Linked DNA regions of Mus musculus: all the other regions are linked to region 1. Evidence: chromatin contacts called from public promoter capture Hi-C data. All regions are on one chromosome and are shown on one strand. Each heading gives the region's core, a stretch centred on a gene start, on an enhancer-like site or on the middle of the called end of the contact. The rest is flanking DNA. Distances are from core to core; before and after follow the strand shown. Region 1 holds the start of Homer3 (homer scaffolding protein 3). Region 2 holds the start of Ncan (neurocan). Region 3 holds the start of Kxd1 (KxDL motif containing 1). Region 4 holds the start of Rex1bd (required for excision 1-B domain containing).

Region 1 (3,750 bases), core at 1,193-3,692:
GGTCGATCTGGAATACGTGCGCCCGGGTGCTGAAGATTGGCTGTTCCCTACAGCAGGGACAGAAACTCTGCAGGAGTCTGATGCCACCCAGGGGCAAGGCCAGACCAGAGTGGGTGAGTGCTCACCTGGCTGTGGACATTGGTCAGGTTGGGCTGGATGGCCTCTAAGGGGCACCCAGAGGGGTGACAGGAGTCACTTGTTTGTCCCCTAGGGAAAGAAGAAGATTGTGAGTAAGGCTCCAAGGATACTCAGGCCAAGTGGGTCCTCCAGGTGACTTCACAAAACCAGCGAGGCAGGAAAGGAGCAGCTGCTGGTCAGACACCCACTTCCTCAGTCCCAGCCCAGACTGGCCTTGAAATCACTTTGCAGCCAACAGCAACCTTGAACTCTTGATCCTCTGGCCTCCACCTCCTAAATGCTGGGACGGCAGCTTGTGCCATCATTCTTGGTTCATGTGGTGCTGAGGATGGAGCCCAGAGCATCCTGCATCCCATGCAAGCTCTCTATCAACTGAGCTGTAGGCATAAACAAAAGGCCCTGCTTTTGGGAGAAGCCCCCACAACTGGACTGAGTGATCTCTAGATCTCTAGTGTCACCAGAGAGGTGATACAGTGCCACCAAACTGCAAGGGTAGGTAGGATATGGCTTGGAGAATAGCCTGGTTGTTGGCACGCAGGATTATACTCACTGTCCAGGTTACCCACCACTGGGCAAGTGTCCTCCCACAGGAACTGAACATGAGGTCAAGATCAACCGAGTGGAACATCTCATTCATCCCCTCCCATCCAACAGCCCCCCTCTCCTCCCAGAGGGCCTTGCATCAAAATGTGGGACAAAGCTGGATCCGTGGTGAGGCCCTGTGGTTTTATCTATCTGAAAGCCAAGGCGGTTAGATCATGCATCCCAGGAGTTCAAGGCCTCCCTGGTCATCATGGAGGGATAAACCCATCTCAAGGAGTAAAAGTGGAGTGCTTCCAGGGACCTAACAGGAAAATCAGGACCTCGCTGATCCCACAAATGGACCACTTCGGGGCTGAAGAGATGGTTCAGTGGGTAAGAGCACTGACTGCTCTTCCAGAGGTCCTGAGTTCAATTCCCAGCAACCACATAGTGGCTCATAGCCATCTGTAATGGGATTGGATGCCCTGTTCTGATGTGTCTGAAGACAGCTACAGTGTACTTGTATAAATAAAATAAATAACTCTAGGAAGGAAGGGAGGGAGGGAGGGAGGGAGGGAGGGAGAGAGAGAGAGAGGAGAGAGAGAGAGAGAGAGAGAGAGAGAGAGAGAGAGAGAGAGAGAGAGAGAGAGAGAGAGAGAGAGAGAGAGAGAGAGAGAGAGAGGAGAGAGAGAGAAAGGACCACTTAGCCCAGATAACTCTGTGTCTGAGTCTCCAGGGAGCTTACTTAAAAGGAAAAAATGAAAGCCTGGTATGGTGGCACCAGCACTGGGGAGAATGAGGAGACTTTGAAGCCAACCTGGGCTACAGAGTGGGACCATGTCTCAACGCACAGGCACACACACACACACAAGCACGCATTGCACACAGCGGTTCATCCTAGTCCCCACCATGTGAACAGGGAACAGGACCGGGAGAACGGAGCTCCCCAGCCTCCTATGAACGCTTGCACCTGTCATTCTCCTAAGTCCCCCAAATTTCAACTAAGGAGATTGGAGGAGAAGGAGGGTCCTGCGGGTGCGGGAGGTCAAGACCCGGGGTCTGAGGTCAGGGCCCCTCCAAGCTGTCTTGGGAAGCTGCGAAACCTAAGTTCCCATACAGAGGGAGGGTAGGGGGGTTGTCCAGTCAGAGACGCTAATGGAACTGGCGGAGATTGGGGGAAAGGGGTCCCCGAACCCAGGCCCTTCCGGTCGGACCACTCCTGCCTGGACTTGCCACCATCAGGAAAAGTTACTCACTGAGTAGTCACGCGCCTTGGAGCAGAGGCGCGGGGCGGAGAACCGCGATCGCGCGCGGCGGGGACCCTGCCAGGAGCCCCACGCCGGCTTCCCATTTGGCACCGGTTCCCACTCCCTCCAGGGCAGCTCGTGAGGGCAACTACGGGAGCCGCTGACCCGCAACTTCTAAGTGGCGGAGCCTCGCGATGCGGCGTCCCCAACACCCGGACCTCGGCTGAGGAACCCGGTGAAGACGCGCCCCGCGCCCCAGCCAGCACCTGAGCCGGCCCCCTAGCCGGCACCCCAGGATCCCAACCCCTCAGCCTGCACCCCGCAGCTCCTGGGCCCCGCCTCACAGTCCGCAACTTTGGAAACCGTCTGCGTTTCCTGCGCCCCCGACTCCCTGATTGTGCCTCGGAAGCTGGGGTCCCCCTGTCTGGCTCACCCCGCGTCGTCGTCGCTGCAGCCTCCGGCCCGCGCCCTCCGCGCGCCCCGCGCCGCCCGCGCCTTTGTCTGCGCCGCCTCCGGTCCCATCGCGGCCAGTCCCCGCGCCGCCCCGCCTCTGCCCAGCGCCCCCTGCTGGCCAGCTACGGAGGGCGGGGAAGAGGGAGGGGACCCCGAGAGGGAAGAAGAGGAGGGCGGACATGGAGGGGGGAGTTGGGCGGGGTGAAAGGGCAGAGGAAGGGGAGGGCACCAGGAGGTCAAGAGGAGGAACTTCTGAAGGGGGGACCCAGTGGGAGGCAACTGAAGGAAGTGGGGAGGGCGTGGCTTTTGAAGGAGGGGGAGGGGCCCATAAAGTCTGGGGCTGGGATCAGAGGGATTAAGGGCAGGGGCCTAGGATCAGGCAGAGTACTGGACAGAGGGGAGGGATCCAGGAGGGCAGCGGAGAGAGACAGAAGGTGACTGCGGACAAAGACAGCGGGGTGGGGAGAGGGGTGGAAGAGGAGGGTCTGTCTGGATCGGCCTTGGGGCAGAGCATTGGACTGATGGGCTGAAGGCTGAGAAGACAAAAGTGTGGGTGTTAGATGGGTGGTAGCGGGCCAGGGTGTGAAGACAGAGGCAGAAGTCCTGGAGTGTGATCTGGTGACCCAGAGATAGGGAGAAACACGGAAAATGGGTGGACAACGACCCTTCGCTTTCCTGCCTCCTACCAAGGGTGGCCCTGAGTCTTCATGTGGCTTCTTCGAAAAGAAAAAGTTCCTGGACCCTCAGCAACTGAAGCATGAAGACAGCTTGAGCCCAGCTCCCCAAAACGAAGGTGGGGGTGGGACTGCAAATCAGTGTGTAACGCCCTCGTCAAGCGTCTGTGGTGCCCTGGGCTCCATCCTAATTCCCACGAAAAGAACAAGCAGGCAAATCTCTGTGAATTCTAGGCTAGATTGGTCTATATAGTGAGTTCTAAGCCATCTAGGGCCACATAGTGAGACCCTGACTTTCAAAAATAAATTCTGGGAGTAACTAGGTTATTGTTACAGAGTCTTAGGATCCAAGTGTCCTCTTAGTGTTGTCTTCCAATGAAATGGACAAACTCCCTGCAGCTCTGTAGGCTGAGTCCTGCCTCTGTCCACAGCCACAGCAGCCCGCCGAGGATCCTTCAGGGGATCACCTATCTGCCAGTGGGTCCCTAGCCCTGTGGCAAATCCCTTGCTGCACTTTTCTAGAAATTTCTGCAAGGGTTTCCGTGTTCTGGGGACAAATGGCTGTGTCCGAATCAGAGTCTGTGGTTCTCAGCTTTGCATTTCTTATGTCAGATATATATTTTTTTCTCTTCTCAAGCCCTCTGGTGTCTGCTGGGATCTGAGCAGGTGGCTAACTTTCAGTGAAGATATTCTCAGGCCAGGCGAGTTTCTCTCCC
Region 2 (3,244 bases), core at 347-2,846, 160 kb after region 1:
AAATCCAGGACTTTGAATGAGCCCACAACAACATCTACCCCATCAATGATCTGCTGGAGTGCATGAAGGGGCTGATCCTACAGATCCAACACTACAGGGTCTCCATGTCAAAAGGCAACAACAAGGTCTCCAAGAGGAGTCCTGGCAAGCATCCAGTATTAATAGAATAAGAAGCCAGAGGCTTCAAACCAGACCAACAAGTCACTACAATGAACATTTGCAAGTGAAGAAGTGTGGACAAAGGGTCTGCTATGGGACACACTGTGGCACACTACAGCTTCCATGATGAGATTTCCTTCTCCTCTGTTGGGGGAAGGTTGCAAGGGTGGAGGGCAGGTACGGAAGAGAGGGAGAGGGGTGGGGTTGGGGTGCATGATGTGAAATTCACAAAGAGCCAATGAAAAGTTTTCTTTTTAAAAAAGACACAGGGCTTCACCTGTCTCTGTCCTCACTGAAGTTATAGGAATGTCACTGTACACTAATTCTGTGTGGGTGTTTGGGGACTCAGGTCCTCATGCATGTGAGGTAAGCGCTTCATCCACTGAGCCATCTCTTGAGGTCCCCTCCCCTCAGGACTGCTTTTGAGGCTAGGATCTCACGTAGCCCAGGCTGGTCTCCAATTGGGTAAGTAGCTGGGGATGACCCTTAAACTCCTGATCCTCTGTCTTCCTCTCCCAAGTGCTGGGGTTTCAGTCATGCACTTCCATACTACGCCTGGTTTATGAAGTGCTGGAGGTCAAACCCAAGGTTTCCGGCATGCTAAGCAGCACCCTACCTACCAACTGAACCACATCCCCAGCCCCTAAAATCTTGGCTTTTAAAGAACAGGTGTGAAAATGGCACATATGCTCCTGCCCAAAGTAGGAGCATCGTAAACACGTGACCCTGGTGTGCACCATTAAGCAATGATAAGAAAAGGCGAATGAATGAGTGAATGAATGAATGAATGAATGAATGAATGAATGAATGAGATGAATAGGGCAGAGCTGCTGGAGCAGTTCTGCAGTTAACACATCCAGACTTGGTCCCTGATGATTTAACATTTTCTATCATATTTATTTATTTATTTGGTGTGGGGTTGTGGAGGTCAGAGGACAAGTTGCAGGAGTCACGTCTCTCCATCCACCCTGTAGGTCACAGGGATTGAACTCGGGTCCTTGAGCTTGGCAGCAAACATTTACTGCTGAACAAAGGCTATTACTGTCATCTCACGGGCTCCTTGGTGACTTTTAGCAGCTGTGTGACCCAGTGGGTCCTCCGAGCCCATTTCTGTTCTAGAAATGGTTAACTGTCTTTGGAACCTTGGGGAATCGAGTTTGAATCCCCACTCTGCCCTTTCCTTCTGAGTGATCTTGGCAAACACTCTTACATCCATGAGGCTCAGTTTTCCCACCTGTAAATCGGAGCAGGTGGCCTCATGAGGCATACTGGAGTCATTTAATGGGGTACCTAAGAGCTCAAAGAGAAGGGGGCGGAGTCAGGTGTAGCCAGCCCCTGGACTGTGTCCGGACAGACGTGAAAGGAATCTCAGGCAAGCCAGCTGGAGGCCAGGGGCTGCGCATGCGCAGAGCATCCCTGTGCTCCTTTATAAGTGAGGAGGCTGCGCCTGGCGTGCTGAGCGCCTGGGCTCTAGGGCTGAAGAAACACCGGGAGCGGGGCGTCGCGTCCTTTGTGCCCGGAACCGTGGGGATGTGTTCGCGCTAAGGAGCCAGGTGTGGGGGGGCCGGAAGGAGGGGGGCAACAGAAAATAGGGCTTGGGGAGGACTGACCAGAATGAAGGGGAAGCCCCCTCCTCGATGAAAATGGGCAGGGAACGATGGGGGAGGGGAACCAAGTTTGGGGGGCCTGAGTGCATGAGGGGCGGCCTTAAGGGTGTTGGGAATGGAAGGGAGTCTTGAATGAAAAGACTTTCCCATCTCTGGTAGGGAGGATCCCTGGCTGCATATAGTTCTCTGGATCAAGCAGGAGGTGCTGAAAGCTAGGGCTAGGGGAGGGGTACCCCGAGTTTGGAATAAAGACAAGCTGGGAACTTGAAATGGGGACCTCCAATTTACACATGAATGGAAGGCTGTGGTGGGGAAAGGGTCCCCCAATTTAAGAGTGTGTGTAGCAGAGTCTCTTCCCTGGAAAAGGAAGTCAGACAGGTCTCTGTCCTCTTACTGCATCCTGAGCTAAGAAGGAGGCTCAGACACCCATCCTAAGAGTCACCCTGGTTTTCTAACAGATAAGGAGTTGGGGTGCAGTCCCTTTCCCCAGTAAGCATGTTTACTGTCCTGGCTAATGCTGGGTGTGGGTTCTGGTATGCCCCAAAATGGATGTTCAGGACCTGGATGGACCCTGTGAGGGGACAGGACCCCCCAGATGCCTCACATCTCCATGTAATCTCAGCACTCCACCCCAGTGCTTCACCCCCAGTCTACCTGTATGGTGCATTTTAAAACTCTCTTTGGATGATCAGGTGGTAGAAGGGAAGGGACCCAGTGCTTGGGTATAGGAGTGACCCCCGTGCATACACCACAGTGTGGCTTTGTTCATTCTAAGTGTGTTTGGGATAAAGCCAGGCTGAGGCAGTCCAGGATGGGTGACATGTGGGGACCAGTTAGGAAGGTATGAATTCATACATTGTGCCATCCCAGACTCTGGCAGTCTCGGTGATCCCTGGCCGTCCCTACAGGGAGACAAGGAAGGTTTTCACCCCAGGAATCGGGGGTCTTTGTGTGTCAACGAGCTATGAGGAGAGGCATGTCTAGGGTCTCCTGTGACTGATATAACTGCTAACAGTGTCTTTTGTTACAAAACTATGCTGGGGCCACATTATCAGTGGCCCTGCATCGGTCACCAAGGCCACATGCATCCCAGGGCTGGTGTGGCAGCCTGTGGGAGGAGCCAGACCTGGTGAACGGATTCGTTAGGGGCTTCAGCAGAGGGCTCCAGATTGTGGGTGTCTTTGTGTAGAGGTCGCGCAGCCTACTCCGCCAACACAGGCATGGTTCCCTTTGTTAATGTCCCTGAAAGTCTCTGTGTGTGTCTCTCCTGGGGTGTGTCTTGTGAATAGGGAAAGGGGATTCAGAGCATGGGAGTGCAAACCTGAGGAGCCACAGTGGGCACGGAGGCCAGGGTGGAGGTCCTCAGCTTGGCTTCCTTTCTTCTCCAGTGTTCTACACTCATGCACACACATCCAGTGTGAGTCTCGGGCCAGGAACCCTCAGTGTGTGCAAGAGTGTGTGCATACATGCGTGTGGCT
Region 3 (3,578 bases), core at 1,064-3,563, 240 kb before region 1:
GGCTGGCCTTGAACTCAGAAATCCCCAGCCTGGCTTTGAGCTCACTCTGTAGCCCAGGTTAGCCTTATATTTGTGGTTATAGTCCTTGCTACAGCCTCAACAGCAGCTGAGCTCCCAGGTGTGTGCTAGCACTCTGGGCTGTACGGAAGCAAAGAACTGATGAAGTTTAGGAAAATGTGTTGTCCTGTGGAAAAACTTGAGCAGCTTTCACATTTGAGTTTCATCAGTCTGGTATGGGTCTTTCAGACATCTAAGGATGGAGTGTGGGCTTTGGGGCTTCTACACAGCCATACAGACAGCAGTAAGCAACCTGAATCAGTAAGCTTTCTAAACAGAAAACAGAAGACACAAGTTGCTTAGGGCTGGGTGTGGGTGGGTGGGTGGGTGGGTGGGGGGTGACAGAGAGTCAAGGACAGAGAGGAAAAGGAACTTGATGACTTGGAAGTTAAGAGCACTGGCTGCTCTTGCAGAGGACCTAGGTTCAATTCCCAGCACCCACATGGCAGCTCACAACTGTCTGTAATTCCAAGGATTCTTTTGATTTCTTTTGATCTCCATGAGCACCAGGCACATACATGGTATAAGGGCAAAATAGTCACACACATACAGTAATAAAGGGGTTACACATTTAAAAAAAAAATAGAACCAGGTTGCTAGGAAAAAATAAGTCTTCAGATCCCCCATCCCCACCTCACACCTCACGGGACAGACATATTGTGGTGCTCAAATAGAAGAACTGTCCAGATGATAGGTATGGTGCAGCAGGTCTTCATTCCCAGCCCCAGTGAAGCTGGGGCGGGAGGATAGACAGGAATTTCAAGGCCAGCTCCTGACTCATAATGTAAAAAGTAATTTGTTCTTGTATATTTTCAGTATCAGGTATACTTAGAATCCACCAAAGAAGCACAGGTAGCATGAGGTGCTAGACTCTTCCTGTCCTGAGTTGTCACTGCTGTCTGCTTCTCTTAGCACCCAGGATAGTTGTAAAGTTACAGGCACTGTACTATGTGACCCATGCCACAATCAGAGAAGGAATAGTCAGGCTCAAGCCTAGACGACTCATTTGATAAGATTTTAAATCCCTGGAATAGAATGGGGAATTTAAAGACTATGGTAAGGTATACAAAGATTGTAACTCTCTGAGTATCCAGTTATGGGAAAAAGCCTGAGGTTACTTATGATCAGGACTTTAAAAACTACTACGGGGGGCTGGTGAGATGGCTCAGTGGGTAAGAGCACCCGACTGCTCTTCCGAAGGTCCGGAGTTCAAATCCCAGCAACCACATGGTGGCTCACAACCATCCGTAATGAGATCTGACTCCCTCTTCTGGAGTGTCTGAAGACAGCTACAGTGTACTTACATATAATAAATAAATCTTAAAAAAAAAAAAAAAAACTACTACGTTAGCTGGCCATAGTAGTACATACCTTTGATCCCAGCACAGAGGAGGCAGAGAAAGACAGATCTCTGAGTTAAAGAGCAACCTGTTCAAAACACTAAAGGGCATTCCTGGACAGCCGGGACTACACAAAGAAAGGAGTAGGAGAAGAAAAAAAGAAATCAAATACTGCCTTGTTTGCAAGAAATCAGCATGCCAGCCTCTGCCTTTTTTTCTATGCTGAAATCCTTTTTTTGCAGAAGGCATATTAAAAACGGTTTCTCTTATTTGGACGTACAGAAAAAGTCCCAGAAAAACCAGAGATAAAAAGAGAAATCTTGTTTCATAAAACCAAAACTGGCCGGTCCTGGTGGCACAGGCCTTCAATCCGACCACTCAGGAGGCCGGTAGATCTCTATGAGTTCGAGTCTGGCTTGGTCTAAATAAGCAAGTCCAGAACAGGCAGAGCTCTGTTACACAGAGAAACGGTCTAGAAAAACCCAAACAAAACAAGTCAAATCCCTGCATCTCTTTCACCAGACTCTTTATTAGAGAGAGGGGATTATTTCTCACAATACCGAGTACCAGGCCAGCCTGGGCTACAGCGATACCTCAAAAATCTGAAAGTCACACATGGTGGCATACAATGGCGTACACGCCATTTCAGGATGACCAGGATTTTAAGGGTAACCTAGGCTCCATGGCGAGCTGGAATCCAGCCTGAGTACATATGACCTTGTCTTTTTGTTTACTTTTCGAGATAGGGTTTCCTTGTGTAACACTGGATTGATAAATAATACATTTAATTGCCCACTTCCGGATTGCTTAAAAGCCATGTTTGGGACACAGCGCGTGCGCGTATCTAGTGCTGCGATTGCTCATCCTTTTGGCGTTCACGTTAGGGCTTCTACAATTTGGTCCTCCCGCCTCCTCGCGGTGAGTACGCGCAGGCTCCTAGGCGCCAGGACAGGGGGCGCTCGTGGACGCTCTATGATGACGTAAGCGCTAGGGCGCCCTCCCGGAAGCGCGAGCCAGGCCGCCAGATGTGCAGGTGCCGAGGCTGGAGCCGCCGGGGCCGGGCAGGGCGGGAACTCGGGGCGTCAGGAGGCCACGGAGGGGAGGGAGGGCCCATCCTAGCTCGGGGACACAGCCTCAGTTTTCCCGGATTCGCAGCGATAGCGCGGGCCAATCTAGATGGAAACCCTAGTTGTGTGACCTGGAGCCCTGAGCGGCTTGGGGTGCGCGTGTACCTCAGTTTCCCCGCTCAAAGGGGCGGGGACCCCGTGTTTGTTTGAGTCACGCCTTATCTGGTTTGGTTCTTTTGTTGTTGTTGTTTCTCCTTCAGAGTTTGGCCGGAAGAGTTGAAGTCCGTTTAGAGGACTCGGGCCGGACGGCTCCTTGTGCTCCTACTGTGACCTTGAGGCTCAGAGCCATTCCAGTCAGCCTGACATTCCTGGGGGAGAGTTAGTGTTTCTTTAGATGATAGCTCAAATTAGCCTCCAGTTCCTGGTAATCATCCTGCCTCGGCCACCCAACTATAAAGAGAGTCATTAAAATTTTGAGATAGCAGCCCAGACTGGGGCCTCTGTCTCCTTGAAATGCATCTTCCTCAGTCTCTAAAGTACTGGGATGACAAGCGTGAGTTACCTCATCTGCTTGTGTTGAGTCTTGTTTTGGATTAGGGTCTCATTTGTTCCAGGCTAGTCTGTAACTCACAAAGCAAAAGTGACCTGAAACTTCTGCTCTTACTGTCTTCTCTAGCACTGTGCACGGGCAGGGCATTCACCACACCTGACTCTTATTTGTTTATTTCACGTATGTGCATACATAAACTGTCGCTGTCTTCAGACAAAGCAGAAGTGGGCACTGGATTCCCATTACAGATGGTTGTGAGCCACCATGTGATTGCTGGGAGTTGAACTCAGGACCTCTGGAAGAGCAGTCAGTGCTCTTGACCGTTGAGTCATCTCTCCAGCACGTATTTATTTAGACAGTCTTATGTGTCTCAATCTCGTCTCCCACTCATTATGTAGCGCAAATTAACTTTAAACTTACAACAGTCTTCTAGTCACCTGAGTGCCAGGATGGCAAACATGAGCTGTCACACCAGGCTTCTGTTTTAAAATAGGGTTTCATGCATCTTAGGGTGGCCCAAAACTCAGTATGTACAGCCCAAACTGACCTTAAGCCCTGAAGGAC
Region 4 (3,494 bases), core at 431-2,930, 220 kb before region 1:
CCGCAAGTGCTACGCACGCCTGCACCCTCGTGCAGTCAACTGCCGCAAGAAGAAGTGCGGCCATACCAACAACCTGCGCCCCAAGAAGAAGGTCAAATAAAGCTGTGGTCATACCTGGCATGTGACCCCGGGACCAAATAAAGTCCCCTTCCATCCACTGGAGCAGTAATTGGTGTCTAGAGTGACTGTTCTGTTGAGGGATCGGTGGGGAGGGGATCTCACCATGTAGCCTAGGCTGCCCTTGAACCTTGGAGGCTGGGGAGGCAGTAAAGACTGGTACTGGGCAGCAGGGTGAACCAGTGGGTTAGAACTTGCAAGCCTTGGAACCATGTAAAGGTGGAGCCCACACAGTGCTGCTGTGGGGAGGCAGGCTGTGCTTACAGATCTTGTCTTGGCTCTGATGTGTGGGGCCACAATTTAGGGTCTCTGGGGGAGCAGTTCACCTGACTCAGTACTCTGTACGCCAGTTAAGTTGCTGGACAACCTGATAGAGTTCACCATCAGGCATGGCACCAGGGACTACAGGCAACACACTTTATATGAGTTTATGAGGCCGCCTCATCTACCTTTGATTTTTGAGTATCAGGCACACTTTTGCATGAGTAGCTGGGTACTCTAGGGCGTCTAGGACCATTTCACCCATCGTGGGGAGTCTTAGACAGGCCATGTTGCTTGTAATTGACTTCAGGTATGCAGTCTGTCTTGTCATTTGGAAGGTTCCGTGGGTTCGAACCTGGTTGCCAGCAGCTTGCAAATCCCCCATGTATGTGCAACCAACATCTCCAAAGTAATTTAGGGAAGGAAGCTTTCAGAGTATATCCTACCTCCCCGGTGCTGGGAATCCCATTTCAAAGGTATAATCTGAATGGATGGTTTGTGTGCACTATGTGAGATGACATCAAAAGGTTTGTTAGGGGCTGGAGAAGTGGCTCAGTGGTTAAGAGCACTGATTGACTGCTCTTCCAGAGGTCCTGAGTTCAATTCCCAGTAACCACATGGTGGCTCAACCATCCATAATTGATCTGATGCCTCTTCTGGTGTGTCTGAAGACAGCTACAGTGTACTTACATATAATAAATACTTTTAAAAAAAAAATGCGTGATGGGCATGGTGGTGCACTTTAATCCCATCACTCTGTAGGCAGAGGCAAGCGGATTTCTGAGTTCAAGGCCAGCCTGCTCTACAAAATGAGTTCCAGGACAGCCAGGGCTATACAGAGAAACCCTGTCTGGGGGGCTGGGGGTGCATTAGGTGTCCTGCATATAGGTGTGAGTGGCTATGTGGGTAGTGTCATTGGGTTCAGTCCTGCAACAGCAACTAGTACTCAGCCACTGAAACCAAAACTGGTTCAACTACATTCGTAAGCATCACCGGTACAGAAATACTTGTGGCCTTAACTTCGATTTAGGCCCTATTCGAGCCCCGCTTGTTGCAAGGATCTGGCGGATGTACACAGCCCTGGAACTAACCATTTAGTTGCTTTAGAAACTATTTAGAGTTCCACCAGGCGGTGGTGACACACGCCTTTAATCCCAGCACTTGGGAGGCAGAGGCAGGGACAGCCAGGGCTACACAGAAAACCTGTCTCAAAAAAAAAAAAAAAAAAAAACGAATTCAAAGGCGCGCGGGCTGGTGGTGGACCTCCCGGCCGGCAGGGGGCGCAGCGGCCATTCCCTAGTGCCACTTGACTGCGCAGTCATGCTCACCGCCGCCACAGAGGTGTTGGCTGCTGCAGACGGTCCCGGGTCTGCGGAGTCCGCGTGGGCCTGGGTGAGCCCGGTTGCGGGTGGGACGGGCGCGGGGTGGCGGGATGGGCTCAGGACTCCGGCTTCATGGCCCCACACCCCCATAGAGAGACGCCCCGATCGCTACACTGGTGCAGAGGATTCAGCAGCTTCAGAATGAACGCGCACAGGCCTTCCGCCGTCTAGACCAGTGAGCGGGCTGGGCTGGAGGAGGGGGCGGGCCCTGGGAGAGCTTGCCTGAGGGGGACCTGAGGGGAGGCGGCTGGAGGCGTGGCTGGGAGGACCTAGGTTGTGGACTTGGTCGGAAGAGGTGGGGAGAGAGCCAGATCTGGTCCAGGAGATGCAGGAGTGCTGCTGCCGGGAGCAGGGCGTACTTGAAAGCGAAGTCTAGAAGGGTGGGTAAAAGGATCTGTGACACTGAAGCCTGTCTATTTGGGGGAGTTGGGTAGAGCTGAGGGTGTAGCTTTTAGTAGCAGGGTAGATAGGTGTAGAGCAGCATGTGACCGTGGGCGTGGCCTGGCGGGAGCAGCTGTGGTGTGACCCTCCACAAGATCCCTCATTTCTCTGAGTGCAGAGATGGTTAAGCACTAGCTCTGTCCTGACAGACCCAGTCTGTGGAGTTCGGGTTTGTCTCTTTCGAGTCGGGGGTATCTTCCACGTAGCTGGAGCAGGGAGCGTGGTCTGCTTGTCAGCGTGTCGATTCAGCATCCTCCCGGTCCACTGCAGAGCTCACCGTCAGTACCTGCTCAGTGGTCAGCACTATGACTTCCCGAGTTACCGGAGTGTCGTGCACGAGGTGACCCAGGCCTTCGCCGCTGCCTCGCGGGAGGTATTGGCAGTGGAAGCAGAGTTGGCAGGGCCTCGAGCGCAACCGGTGCTCGCCCGCCACGTGCGCAGCCTGCAGGAGCTAGAACAGACGCGCCTGGCCACGGTAAGACCACCACCCCTCTCCTTTTAGAGTGGGGCATGGTCCACAACCCATTCCCAGCCACCCCGACCTACTACTATTTTTGCCAAACACCTCTATGCATTTGGGCCCTCTCCCACTCTTTCCTGGCTAACTACATTTCCCTCCCAAATTTTTGCTTAATTATACCAGCCCCTCTGTAAAGCTGTCCTAAGAACTCCAGAAACCCAACGCATCGACCACTGTGGCTGTTTAAGTCCCTAACTCTGGGTTATCACCGTTGGAACCCACAAACTACTTCTTCCACAAACATCCTCAGACACTTGTCATCCTTGGTCCTTGACCCAGATCCCAAGACCCCACCTACCCTAACCTTATAGCCAGTGGTAGCAGGGGAGGAGCTTGCCCACTGTAAACCATGTAGCTCTTTGGTCTGGAATTCTTAGTGCAGAATCCCAAACTCTGCAGAGTTCCATTTCCATCCTAGAATTCGAACTCCATGTCCGGCCACTGGGGTGGAGGCCACACCCACCATACCTGCCACCATTCCCTGGTTTTTCCAAACTGTGACCATATTCTGTACCTCCTTCCATAGGAGAGCCCTAAAAGCAAGTCATACGCTACCTCCCACTCAAGCTCTGCTCTCCTTAGAGTCCACTCCTGGCCCTCCTTCCCTCTGTGTGGCTTTTGTCTACTGTAACTCCCATTTCCTCCTCCAGGTGGCACTGTTGCAGGTGATGGGGACACCAGGAGTGTCAGAACAGGACCCTGAAAAGTTGCACCAGCTGAAAATAAAGTGAGCCCTGTTGGCCCCTTGGCTTGCCACCTTAGATTGGCACCTT

The links. Promoter capture Hi-C pulls out the DNA fragments that hold promoters and counts their contacts. Capture Hi-C pulls out chosen DNA fragments and counts their contacts.
Region 2: a contact with region 1 is called in a promoter capture Hi-C map of pancreatic islet. The contact joins the promoter of Ncan here to the promoter of Homer3 in region 1. A contact is called at or near these places in 2 of 39 promoter capture datasets (both in liver), 1 of 115 datasets of contacts at active chromatin or transcription factors (embryonic stem cells) and 3 of 9 other capture datasets (adipose tissue, liver and pancreatic islet).
Region 3: a promoter capture Hi-C map of adipose tissue shows a contact between it and region 1. The contact joins the promoter of Kxd1 here to the promoter of Homer3 in region 1. A contact is called at or near these places in 6 of 39 promoter capture datasets (the 3T3-L1 cell line, embryonic stem cells, hippocampal neurons and 3 more), 5 of 484 Hi-C or Micro-C datasets (Th1 cells, embryonic stem cells, muscle stem cells and 2 more), 22 of 115 datasets of contacts at active chromatin or transcription factors (the 230-238 cell line, the HPC-7 cell line, the SCID.adh cell line and 15 more) and 4 of 9 other capture datasets (adipose tissue, liver, macrophages and 1 more).
Region 4: a promoter capture Hi-C map of neural stem cells shows a contact between it and region 1. The contact joins the promoter of Rex1bd here to the promoter of Homer3 in region 1. A contact is called at or near these places in 17 of 39 promoter capture datasets (the 3T3-L1 cell line, the C10 cell line, the HPC-7 cell line and 12 more), 1 of 15 datasets of contacts at CTCF or cohesin (large pre-B cells), 15 of 484 Hi-C or Micro-C datasets (CD4 T cells, CD8 T cells, the HL-1 cell line and 10 more), 27 of 115 datasets of contacts at active chromatin or transcription factors (the 230-238 cell line, the NIH/3T3 cell line, astrocytes and 15 more) and 5 of 9 other capture datasets (adipose tissue, embryonic stem cells, liver and 2 more).

What each region holds. Positions count from the first base shown.
Region 1 is chr8:70,281,691-70,285,440 of GRCm38.p6, reverse strand. It overlaps Homer3 (homer scaffolding protein 3), which reads right to left and starts at 2,442. Exons shown (of 10, transcript NM_001146153.1): 1 at 2,341-2,442; 2 at 126-207; 3 at 1-47. The coding sequence starts at 139.
Region 2 is chr8:70,119,196-70,122,439 of GRCm38.p6, reverse strand. Ncan (neurocan) reads left to right here and starts at 1,596. Exons shown (of 15, transcript NM_007789.3): 1 at 1,596-1,712.
Region 3 is chr8:70,521,915-70,525,492 of GRCm38.p6, reverse strand. It overlaps Kxd1 (KxDL motif containing 1), which reads left to right and starts at 2,313. Exons shown (of 5, transcript NM_029366.2): 1 at 2,313-2,430.
Region 4 is chr8:70,504,938-70,508,431 of GRCm38.p6, reverse strand. Rex1bd (required for excision 1-B domain containing) reads left to right here and starts at 1,680. Exons shown (of 5, transcript NM_025577.3): 1 at 1,680-1,770; 2 at 1,853-1,935; 3 at 2,472-2,676; 4 at 3,372-3,448. The coding sequence starts at 1,699. It overlaps Uba52 (ubiquitin A-52 residue ribosomal protein fusion product 1), which reads left to right. Exons shown (of 4, transcript NM_019883.4): 4 at 1-169. The coding sequence ends at 100.